Regions from separate parts of the Ovis aries genome. Here region 1 is linked to region 2. Evidence: chromatin contacts called from public Hi-C data. All regions are on one chromosome and are shown on one strand. Each heading gives the region's core, a stretch centred on a gene start, on an enhancer-like site or on the middle of the called end of the contact. The rest is flanking DNA. Distances are from core to core; before and after follow the strand shown.

Region 1 (5,249 bases), core at 2,721-5,220, 62 kb before region 2:
GCCATTGGGTTAAGCCCCCGCTTCCTGACGTACATGGGGCATGTTTGTGGAATTTTTTCTCCTTTTATTCCTTTTCTGTTTCCTTCGGTCAGATGGTTTGTTCCCTTTGTCTTTTCCTGTCTAAAATCACCTCTGTGGGCTTATTCTTATTCTAAGTTAGAAATCAACCTCGTCCCATTTTAAGCGTTTATTTGTAGCAGGAGAACCCCCTCCAATCAAGATAAACTTTTATTGCAAAATGCATTCTTATCTGAAGAAAAACCCTGGACTGGCTCACAGGAAGGAAGTCACACTGATGGGTGACACAGGGCATCCAGCCCGCTGTGTCTCCTGCCTCCAGCCCACGATTCATGTCCTCAGCCATAGAAAGAGGCTCATGTCAGTCACATCTAGGCAGAACCTAGTTCATTTTTCACGTGGCTGTGGAATTACCTAGGCCTACCAAGTGTAACTTGAATTTTCTAGAGAAACTGTCCTGAGGAGCTTAAACCTAGTATTGGTTCATTAAAATATTCAGAAGGCCACAAGTTGGAGTAGACTAAAAATCTCATAATGTTAAAGACTCTTTCTAAATGAACTCGAAAACAAATTAGTAGCAGATACTTGTGACTGTCATGTTCTTAAGAAGCCAATGGATGTTAGGATCTGTAGTATATAAGATAGACAGAAACTTTTAAAATACTATTTCTAGAAATCGGATATTGAGATGTTTTAATGTTCAGAATCAGGCATAAAACAATTTCAAAGCAAGAAAAACCAAACAAACAACAACAACAACAAAAACATACAGGTAACTAAGAGCCCTGTAAACAATGCTAAACAACCGCTAAACAACCAAAAGACACAGCAAAGGGTTGGCAGTGCTGTAAAGAGTTCACAACCTATAAAACGTTATTAATTGGTTTTCAGATAGACTATAAAGATCCGACAATATCCTTCAGTTCCAATCCCCAGAAAATACACGACATATTTAAAATCCTACTGGCACCTACTGATTTTGACTGAATACGTTTAACCTCATCAAATCAACAGGGTTTCAACTGTACTTAAAAAGACATTATATGAAAGGCACGACAAGCCTTAAATTAACCTACTGGCCATGCATTCCAGAGATGAGCTACAGAAAAAGAGAGCTTGAACATCATAGGAAGAATCAGCTTTGAGTTTCATGGAATATGCAGCACAGAATGGGGCCACACAGACATCACAGAAAAAATGCAGAAATGTTTAAAATAATTAGGTGCTGGGGGCCTGTTGTATAGCAGAAGGAGCCCAGCTTTGCGCTCTGTGATGATCTAGATAGGTAGGAAGCTGGTGAGGGTGGGAAGGAGACTTGAGAGGGAGGGGATATATATATACACACATATAGCTAATTCACTTTGTGGTACAGCAGAACATCAGAAAGCAATTATATGCCAATAAAAAAAGGAAAAGTCTAATAACTCATTAATTAAGCATTAATCTAGAGTTAGTATACATACTCAAGGCAAGCACCCCTTTTCTGCTTTCTTCTGAAAAGGCATCACTTCTAAAGTTCTTAAACATAAGAGGAAAAGAAAAAGTTACCCTTATCCAGATGTGTACTGAGATTTAGTGTAGGGGAGATGGAAATGTATTTTGTGTATTTTCCGCCCACTGATTTGAAAATATTATGAGATATATTTATGTAACTTGCAAACAGTATGGAATGACTACAAAGAGAGCCCTGTGCTTGCAGAGAGCCCATGGAGCATGTTCTGCACGTCTGGAGCCCCCACGGCACTCAGCAAGGGCAACCTGAAGAACAGGTGCAGAATTAATGTGGCTCCAGCTTCTGACTGAGCAAGTGATACCAGTTCTTCAGTGTACACACCAGGTTCCACTTACTTTCAGAGCTGATGCACTTTTATCCCGGAGGTTAAAGGATGTACCAGTTCTTACCTGATGAAGAAGCAAGGGAAGGAGGCGGTCTCCGTCTCCTACGTGTCCTACAGTTGGCAGCCCAATGTCCTATACAGTTGGGCGGGAAATCAGGGACGCAGCTACCAGTATGAGCAGCACAGAAGAAAGGAGCCACCTCTGTCTTTCTCTAGAGCTCTCTCCTTCTTTTTCTATTTTGTCCTCCATCAGAGGACAGAATATATCGATTAACACTGAGAAACCAGAAAGTCATCTTTATCCTACCACTTTGTTGTTGCTGTTAAAAAGTCTTATAAAATATTTTTGCTTTCTTTGCATCACATCTGTTTTTAATGACCCATCTCAGACAGAGTTCAGCAATAAAGAATCTGTCTGCCAAGCAGGAGACCCAACCATGATCCCTGGGTTGGGAAGATGCCCTGGAGAAGGGAATGGCAACCCACTCCAGTATTCTTGCCTGGGAAATTCCATGGATAGAGGAGCCTGTCAGGCTACAATCTATGGGGTCGCAAAAGACACAACTTAACAACTAAACATCTCAGACAAGGTGAAATCAACTACTACGCAGAGGTAGAGAAATATTTAATTTGACACTTAAAGTCAATTTGCAATTTACTTTGCTGTTTCAGTTTACTGGAGTGACTCATTCATTTCTTGACTGTTACTGTGTTTGAAGAGCTAAGATAAATGCATATTAAGTTTATATAGCATTTTATGTAAGTATATTGCCCCTTTACTTCCCACATCCGCAAGAGTCAGGGTTTAGCTCATGAAATATTTATTAGCAATAAAAATGCTATATATTCAGCAAACAAAACTCCACCTCATTTATAAATTAGGTACCCATGTATACTTGTCACACAATAAATCAAAAGCAATTAAAAAGAATTACATTGAGTTGCCTGCTAATCCATAAAGATTTACTTTATTCTCACCTGACTATTTTATGTGCTCACTGGCCAAAACAATTTGATGGCTATTTTGGAAGCCTGGAGGTGATAGGATTTCTCATCACCTAAGCGTTCACCTAGGTTACCTTTTAGGAGCTATGGGAACCCGCCCCATACATTCTTCAAGCCAGATGTGGGAGTCTGGTCTGTCCTCTGCCTGTGTATCTTCAGACCCTCAGGGTGCAAGCATTTTTCTTTTTATACTTTTATTGATTTATTTATTTTCCTCCACGCTGGGTCTTCCTTGCTTTTCCTGCTTTTCTCCGGTTGTGGAGAGTGGGGGCCTCTCTCTAGTTGGGGGGTGTGGGCTTCTCCTTGTGGAAGCTTCTGTTGTTACAGAGCTGGGGCTTTAGGACGCTCAGGCTTCAGTAGTGGCGGTGCCTGGGCTTAGCTGCTCTGCAGGACATAAGATCTTCCTGGATCAGGGATCGAACCCTTGTCTCCGGCATTGGCAGGCGGATTCTTTACCACTGAGCCACCAGGGACACCCTCAAGCACTTTCTCACTGCAGACTTTCTAACCTTGAGAATAAATTTACACAGGACGGTATGTACTTCAAATGCACCGGCACTGAAAGAGGGCAAGACACGCCCCCCGCTCCTGTGAAATGAACGGAGACACGGACATCAAGACACCACCGATGCGTGCTTTTACTACTTTTTTCCAAAATGGTTTTGTATTTATACCCAAATCCTCAGCTACGAGAAAGCCTGAGGAAGTGTCTACCCCTGAGAAAACCGAAACCAGCGACAACTTGGGAAAGGTGTGTGTGGCTACCTCTTGGCTTTCTTCTTAAAGTATTTTATGTACTGATGGCTGACCAATGGAGTATTTCATCTTGAAAGTCAGTTATCTCAGTGAATGAATATACTTTTCCTTTCCAAAAAACTGTATTTACCTTTCAATGAACCAGATGTCTTAGAATTCCTTCCAAAAGGTTTAGGAGTAAACACACCACTCTCCAAAGAGAAAGGTAAAAAGCATTGTGATGGAAGGATGGTTCTCATTTTCTCAAAAATAAAAAAAAAGAAAAAAAGAGGAAGCACAAATGATTCAGTGACTTGCTGCAGGCCACTTAGTGATTCAGAGGAACCAGTGATGGAAGTCTGACTCAGCAAACACATTCAGCAAGCAAGAGATGGACACTTAAACATTTACTGTATGGCTCTTCATGCGTGCGGCTATGCGTATGATGTTGCTGGTACAAGGCACAAACCCACCACCGTTTTACACTGACCACACCCACAGTGAGAACAGGAAGGCGTTTGTCAATGCACTCAGTCCGTCCTCAGGATGAACAAGCAGACGCTAACCATCACTTGCCATGGGCTAAATCTCTGTGTTCAGGAGAAAGAAAGGAGAGAGAAGGGAAGCTGATCACTGTTGCTATGTCCTATATGAACAGGGCGTGGCAACGGTAAGAAGAGTGAAAGTGAAAGTCACTCAGTGTGTCCAACTCTTTGAGACCCCGTGGATGGAATTCTCCAGGCCAGAACACTGGAGTAGGAGGCCTTTCCCTTCTCCAGGGGATCTTCCCAACCCAGGGACCAAACCCAGGTCTCCCGCATTGCAGGCGGATTCTTTACCAGCTGAGCCACAAGGGAAGCCCAAGAATACTGGAGTGGGTAGCCTATCCCTTCTCCAGGGGATCTTCCTCACCGAGGAATGGGACTGGGGTCTCCTGCATTGCAGGCGGATTCTTGACCAACTGAGCTATCAGGGAGGCCCAAGAAGAGTTGAGAGGGAGGGAATCCGTCTAAAATATCCCCAAGCTCTGCCACGTAACTAGTACAGTGATTCTCAGTGTGGCAATTCTGCCCCCCTTCCCAGGGGACGTTTGGCAATACTAGAGACTTTTTACTAGTCATGGTTAGGGCTGCAGCTGGCATTTAGTGGGAAGAGACGGTGGATGAGACCGTGGATGTTGCTCAGTCTCCAAGAAGGCAGAGGCAGCTTCCCACAATGGAGAGCTAATTTCAGCTCAAACTGCAGATACAGCTGCAGTGGAGAAACCCTGAACGAGTGACACGACATTGAGTAAGTTATTGAACTTCGGGAAATGCAAGTCTCTTTATCTGTATAATACTATTAATAATACAGCAGTCCCTACCTTGATGGATGGGTGAGCTACTGCAAGAGATAATTCAAGTGAAGTCCTTCATTCTGTTATTGGAATGTCTAGAGAACTGAAAGTATTTTTAAATTATTTTTTGTTAATAAGCCCATGTCACTTCATGTAACAGCACGTGAAGAAAGAAAAATATGTGGGCACCAGAATAATGCAACAGTTTAAGCTTAATGATAGTATTAAAAAATAAAATTCAGAATCAAACAGTCTCATTTGGTTCAGTCTAGACTATTTTAATTTAATCCCATCCCCACCAATAAGAAAAACTATAA
Region 2 (5,849 bases), core at 2,740-5,239:
CATGCTAGGTTTGTAATAGGCCTGGTACAGTACAGATAGCTCAATTCTTTTTCCAATTTCTTGTACCTACTGCCATGAGACATGGAGTGATGTTTGAAAATGCATTTTCCAACCTCCTCCAGTAACAGACCCTTGCAATTCAACATGACAGTATGGTGTTGCACGGTCATCCATGTGATTATTAATAATCCATAAATGGTTTAACCCTCTCTGCACTTCTGATGCAGGGGTTCTGATGAGGGGAGGCAGAAAAGTTGGACTGGGGGACTAGTGACATGATAGGCGAATAAGCAACTTTTCATATCATGCCCTGAAGACTCTTTAGTCAAAGACTGATTCTCATCTAATATGGTGGCCTGTCAATCTTATGTATCTGGCATGTTGCTCAGTGATTAAAAAAAAAAAAAAAAAAAAAGCCCAGGGCTAACACCTCAGATACTAACCTAAAATTGTACATTTCATACTGATTCATACTGCAAGGACCAAATACATCCCCAGACACATGCCAACCTGCATTCTATCTACCTTAAAATGTTTGGGGGTGGGGGTCATCTTTTAGCTGGAGATGTAATAAGGTCACAGAGCTGAAGTCCATAGATAATATCGGCGGGAGAAGGAAGGTCGCCATCATATTAGCTTTTGGCTGGGAGAAGTTAGGCATAATAAATTTAGCAAGAAGCCTGTGAGCCAGTGGACATGCCCCCAAAGCTCCCTGACCCTGGGTGATTAAAGAGTCTCCCAGCTGAGTGGGGAGCAAGGGCTCCCATTTAGAAGAGGCTTTGCATACCAAATGCAGCATGTAAAGAAATCTAATCAGCACCTTGCACTCCTGCGCGAGCATTTACACGGATTTGTGCCTTGTACTTGATTAGCTTACTGGAAGCTTTACAAGAGATTCCCTCCACTAAAATTAATCAAGAGCTCTCAGAGACTGATTTCCATTTACAAGAGAAGGCAGGAGGAGTTTTCCAGGTGAATAAATAAGGATCATAAGAAAGATGATGGAGCAACAAACGCCGAGATGCTTGGAAACTGGAAACTCGACTAGGGGGAAAGGGGCGTCGGGGAGTTGGGGCTGGACCCTTTTTGCTCTCAGGGTGAGACGCAGGAGCTATTTGACCGGCATAAGAGAGGTTGCTGCTCAGGAAACGTGAATCCGCTCCCCGCGGCTTGGAGCATACACGCGACCACTCACTACCCCCCACGCCACTGTGCATCAGGCCACCGAGGAAAACCGGCCTCTCCGCAAAGCCACTCGCCCTCCACACACACTCACACACCCGGGCAGACGATCACTGCACATCCACACCAACAACGGCTAACATGGTTCCTCTGACCCTTCTGCAATCAAAATGAGACTTCCAAAGTTCCTATTTTATGACGCCAGAAGGTGAATGGAAGGAGGGAGGCAGGGCTCTGGGAATGCGAAAGAGTGAAAAATACATGCTCCCTTTGCTTCCGTCTTGTCGCACCTCGCCCCCTCCCTGCCAAGTAGCTTTCTGGCATCAGCTCAACCCGGCAGGCGAATGAGGATGGGCTCGTATCGTTTTTAAAAGATACTAAATCGGGGTGAGAGAGTAGGAGGGTGAGGACGGGACTAAGTGAAATCTACGCAGCATTTCCCTGGACTGGAGAAGCCGTTGAAGAAAGATTGTAAATGTCCCCCGGGCTCCAAAATGAGGCACCAGCTGGGGCCGAGGGCTCCCACCCGTCCTCGGGGGAGGCTAGCCTCCCAGCCCAGCTGCCCACCCGGCGCGAAGAAGCGCCGGAGATCTCGCCCACGTTCCAGGAGACCTCCCCGCGCTGGGTGCCCACTCCCGGGGATCTAGAACTTCGCCTGGGTCTGACTTTCCGCCGGATCCGGCGAGCGTCAGGGGAGGGAGCGGGATCCCGCGGACCCGCCGGGAAGGAGAGGGTCGGGGGTGCGCGTTACCTGCGAAGGTTTTGGAGGTCTCCTGGCGGCCCCGGTAGGAATCCCGCTCGGCGCCGCGTCCTTCCCCAGATCCAAACTTTTGCTCCGTCCTCCAGGTGGCGGCGGCGGCGGCGGCGACGGCGGCGCCTGCCGGAGCCCGGCCCTGTCGCCCGCAGCGTCGGGGCGCGGGGGTGCGGAGGCCGGAGCCTCGGAGCGACGTGCGCCTCCCCGCAGCCGGCGGGCGCTCGGGCGCCCGGCTCGCCTGGCTCGCTCTCGCCTTCCTCCCCTACGGAGCCGCGGCATCGTCTCCCCGCGGCCGCCTCCGCCACCTCCGCCTCCGGGGCTCGGGCATGCCACTCTCCTCCCGGCTCCGGCCGCCGCGGCCCCCGCCTCTTCTGCCCGCCTGCAGCCTCCCGCTCTCCGCCCCCGCCGAGCCCACGCGCCCCGCAAGCAGGCGGGGGAGCGGGGGACCGCGGCGGAGAGCGGCTCCGAAGCGCCCGCGGCTCCTTGGAGACGGAGGAGCCCGGGGGAGGGCGGCCGGAGAGCCCGGCGGGCGGGCGGGTGCGCCTCCGACGCCGGGGAGCCGATCGCGCAGAGCAGGGCGCGGGGCGCAGCGCGGAGCGCGCGGGGCGCTGAGTCCGGCGGCGGCTCCGACCCGACTGCCGCCTGGGCGCAGCCCGGCCGGGCTAATGTAGGCGCCGCGGCGCCCACCCCCAGCCCTCCGGACACCCCCAGGAGGTGTTTACTGGAAGGAATTCGCGGGGTCGCCTCCGCCGCTGCCGCGCTCCTCCTCTGCCTCGGTCCCCGGCGCTCTGGCGCGCTCCCCTCCTCGAGTCCTCTTTCTCTCCCTCCCTCTCACCCCCCCGCCCACCCTCTCGGAGTCCCTCCCACATTTCTGGTTTAAAGAATGCTCGGGAGGCGCGGCTGCAACCCCAAGCTTTCCAAGAGGCAAAGTCAGCCGCGGCCGTTAACCCTGTCCTCCCTGGAGCGCGTGGCACGGCGAGCTCAGGGGCCAACCCCACGGGTGCCGCCCGGACGGCGCCCGCCCTCCCGGTTCCCTCTCTCCCCTGCACCCTCCCACCCCATCTCTGAAGGATGTGGCCACCGTCGGAACGGCCGAAACTTGATTTCCCTCCTTGCTCGCCCGGCGTGGTCCTTCTAAACCAGCTGATCTAGGATTTAGACGCTGAGGAATGATCGAAACGGGAGATTAGAGGGTAAAAAATACAACATCTTTCAACCAAGATGGCGTAATTTCAAATGCAGGCAACCTTGGTGAGTTGCCCCCTACGCCACCCCTAGTTCCCTGATCCCCGATCTTCTTAAATAATTTAACCGGGAAATAATCCAAAGTTTAATTAATTCAAACACCCCCATTTTCTCCTTGCACCCTGGCCGCTTGAAGGAGCTCGTCGTCCCCACAGATGACAAGCAACGACCACTTTCAGACGCATCGTTTAGGGAACAGGTTTGACAGCGGAAAAAAAAAAAAAGCTTGATTTGCATACAGACTCAGTTTCCACTCGGCGATCTCTTTGCAAAGGTTAAAGAGGAATGTAAGAAAACCAGGTCCACGTCTCTCTTGGAAAAGAGGGGGCGGGGGGCGGGGGAAGCTGCTTCTCTTCTCTCACTTCATTAAGGTTCCTCCTGCCTCCAGTAAGTTGCTGTCATGTTTTAACAAGTCTAGAGAGAGACTCAAGCTGAACAGAAGAGGGAGAACGAGTTCGCTCCAAGCGCGGGGCCGCACCGAGACGCGCCGTCGGTGGGGCCGGGCGGGAAGCAGCCCCCGAGCTAGAAGGCGGCTCAGGAACAGCTCCCGAGGGACCCTCTCGGCTATCGCGGCAGAAGAGTTAGGCAGGGGCGGTGACCACCGGCAACCCGGGTTTGATGTACCCGTCCTCGGTTCGGAGTCTGAGTCACTTGGCACCACTCTCCTAATTGTTTTTATTTCCTTCGCATCCCTGTTGTGTCTACCGCCTTCACGTTTCGTGAGCGCCTCCATCGAGTTTAGCAGGCTTGGAGGAAGGCCCAATGTGCCTCTCAAGCAGAAGCCGCGCCGAGATCCACCCAGACGCATGCTCGAGACGCACGCTGGCACACGCGCTCACACACTCACGCACACACGACCCCAGGTCGTGCCCGCGGGCCGCTGCTCTCGCGTTGCCTTCTGAGAAGGTGGCCCCGTAAAATGCGTTTGCCTTACAGATGACAAAGCCGCTCTCTTCCCCCAAACTCAGTGTGTGATTCATACACATCCCGGGTTGGGGGTTGGCTGGGGGAATTAAGTGGACGACGGCTGACAGTGAGTGCCATCTTGCTGGGAGGTGCCAGCATCAGAGCCCCACAGACCACAGCAGCGGTGGCCTCCTCCTCCACCCCCCGCCGCCGCCGGCCGGAGCCCCAGGCGCTCCAGGAGTTTACTGGACATCAAGTGTGGGTTCAGCCCGCCCCAGGCACCCTCTCCGGATACTTCCTTTCCCTGGTTATTGTCCCGACCTCAACCGGCAACCTTGATCTTGGGCCTGATTACAAATGAGAAGTGATCGCGCCGGCGCTGAAAGAGCGGGGACAAGCCCGAGACCGGTCGGCGTGGCGGAGGAGGCATCTTTCCAGGCTGGGGCGCGGTGGCGGCTGGCGAGGCTCCACTCGCAAGCTCCTCGCTGTCCGATTCGCCTCTCAACCCAGTGCTGGGAGGCGTTAACTGCTCCCCTCCCCGCGCTCCGCGCACCCGGAGTCGGGAACGCAATCCCAGTTTAGCTCGGTGGGCTACTCCCGCCTTCGCCGTCCCCACTGGCGCGCCTAGAAGACGCGCTGGAGGGAACTCAGTGCCAGACCGATGAAGTCCGCACGGCTGGAGAAAGACTTGGTTAGGTGTTGGGGCCGGGGGCGGGGGGGGCGGGGGAGTAACTTGTGGCCCAACGAACCAGCACCCTCCGCATCTTGTTAGCCACTCATGGATCCCCGGTTGCGGGCAGGGGGCAAGCTGGTGGTTGTAGATGCAACCGCTTGATGATAACGCTGGTGACAGTACCAGCAGATGGAGCGTGTGCAGGGGTGGGGGCCTAGGGGAGCGTTGCTCTCTCAGAAGTTAGCGTTCATCCTGGGGAAATGAGAGGTTGGATTCAGGCAAGCTTAGTGGATCTAGAAACCCCAATTTAGGATCGATGCTCCGGGGGGACTAGCTCACTGGCGTCTTGACCCAGAGCTCAGTTAGAAAACTCCTTAGAGGAGGGAGGTTCGACCTGCAGCTAGATTTCTCTTCTCTGAAATCGGGGGAGAGTTAAGCAGTCTGTTCTTTCGGTGGATGAAAGATAAAGCTTAAAGCATGCTACCCCAAAGATCACCCCCAGCGGATTAAATAATAATAATTACAACCCCCCTTAAGAGACCGTGGTGTTGGCAGAGCGGCAGCCAGGTCGGTTCTGGCAAAGTCCACCTGGCACCTCAGCCCCTTTACCTGGCGGCCGCAGCTCCTCGCACTGCGCTCATCCGAATCCGACAGGGTCAGGGAGGTGGGAAGGGAAGGAGCTGGCTCCACAGCAGCGGGGCTCCCGGGGCATGGTATTATTTTAGGGGTCGCCGCCAAGGTCCCTCCTGCCCATCGTTGAGAACTGCCAACCCGATCCCTGGGCTGGCGGACGCGGCGGTGGGCGCGGAGCTGGCGCGTCTCGGCTCCTGGACGCGCGGGACCGCAGGCCAGAGACCCCCCCGGGGCGGGGACCGCCCGGCCGCTGGAATGCTCTCCAGGCCCCCTGGTTCCTTCGCGGTGAGACTGGAAGATATCACCCTCGCAAGCGACCGCGAAGGGTTTCGAACGTACAACTAACTCGCAGGTACCCGGCCTGGACTGAGAGCCGCCTTCCCTCTCCGCCGCCTGTCCCTTCTCCCGGGGAGGGAGCTAACTTAACCCTGTGCGCGCCCTGCTCTCCTCCCTGGA

The links. Hi-C and Micro-C count contacts between places; a contact is called where the count stands out from the background.
Region 1: a contact with region 2 is called in a Hi-C map of skin fibroblasts, with 2.0 times the contacts expected there. The contact joins the enhancer-like site here to the promoter of LOC114115898 in region 2. A contact is called at or near these places in 2 of 16 Hi-C or Micro-C datasets (muscle and skin fibroblasts).

What each region holds. Positions count from the first base shown.
Region 1 is chr7:95,297,057-95,302,305 of ARS-UI_Ramb_v3.0, reverse strand. All of the region lies in intron 3 of LOC114115898, which reads right to left. Among named protein-coding and RNA genes, the nearest start is that of FLRT2, 35 kb to the left of the region's middle. Within about 2 kb of position 3,970, at least 3 of the 54 cell types and tissues checked have an H3K27ac peak or open chromatin away from gene starts, as enhancers often do.
Region 2 is chr7:95,234,825-95,240,673 of ARS-UI_Ramb_v3.0, reverse strand. LOC114115898 reads right to left here and starts at 3,989. Exons shown (of 4, transcript XM_060418702.1): 1 at 3,544-3,989; 2 at 1,934-2,657. The coding sequence starts at 3,989.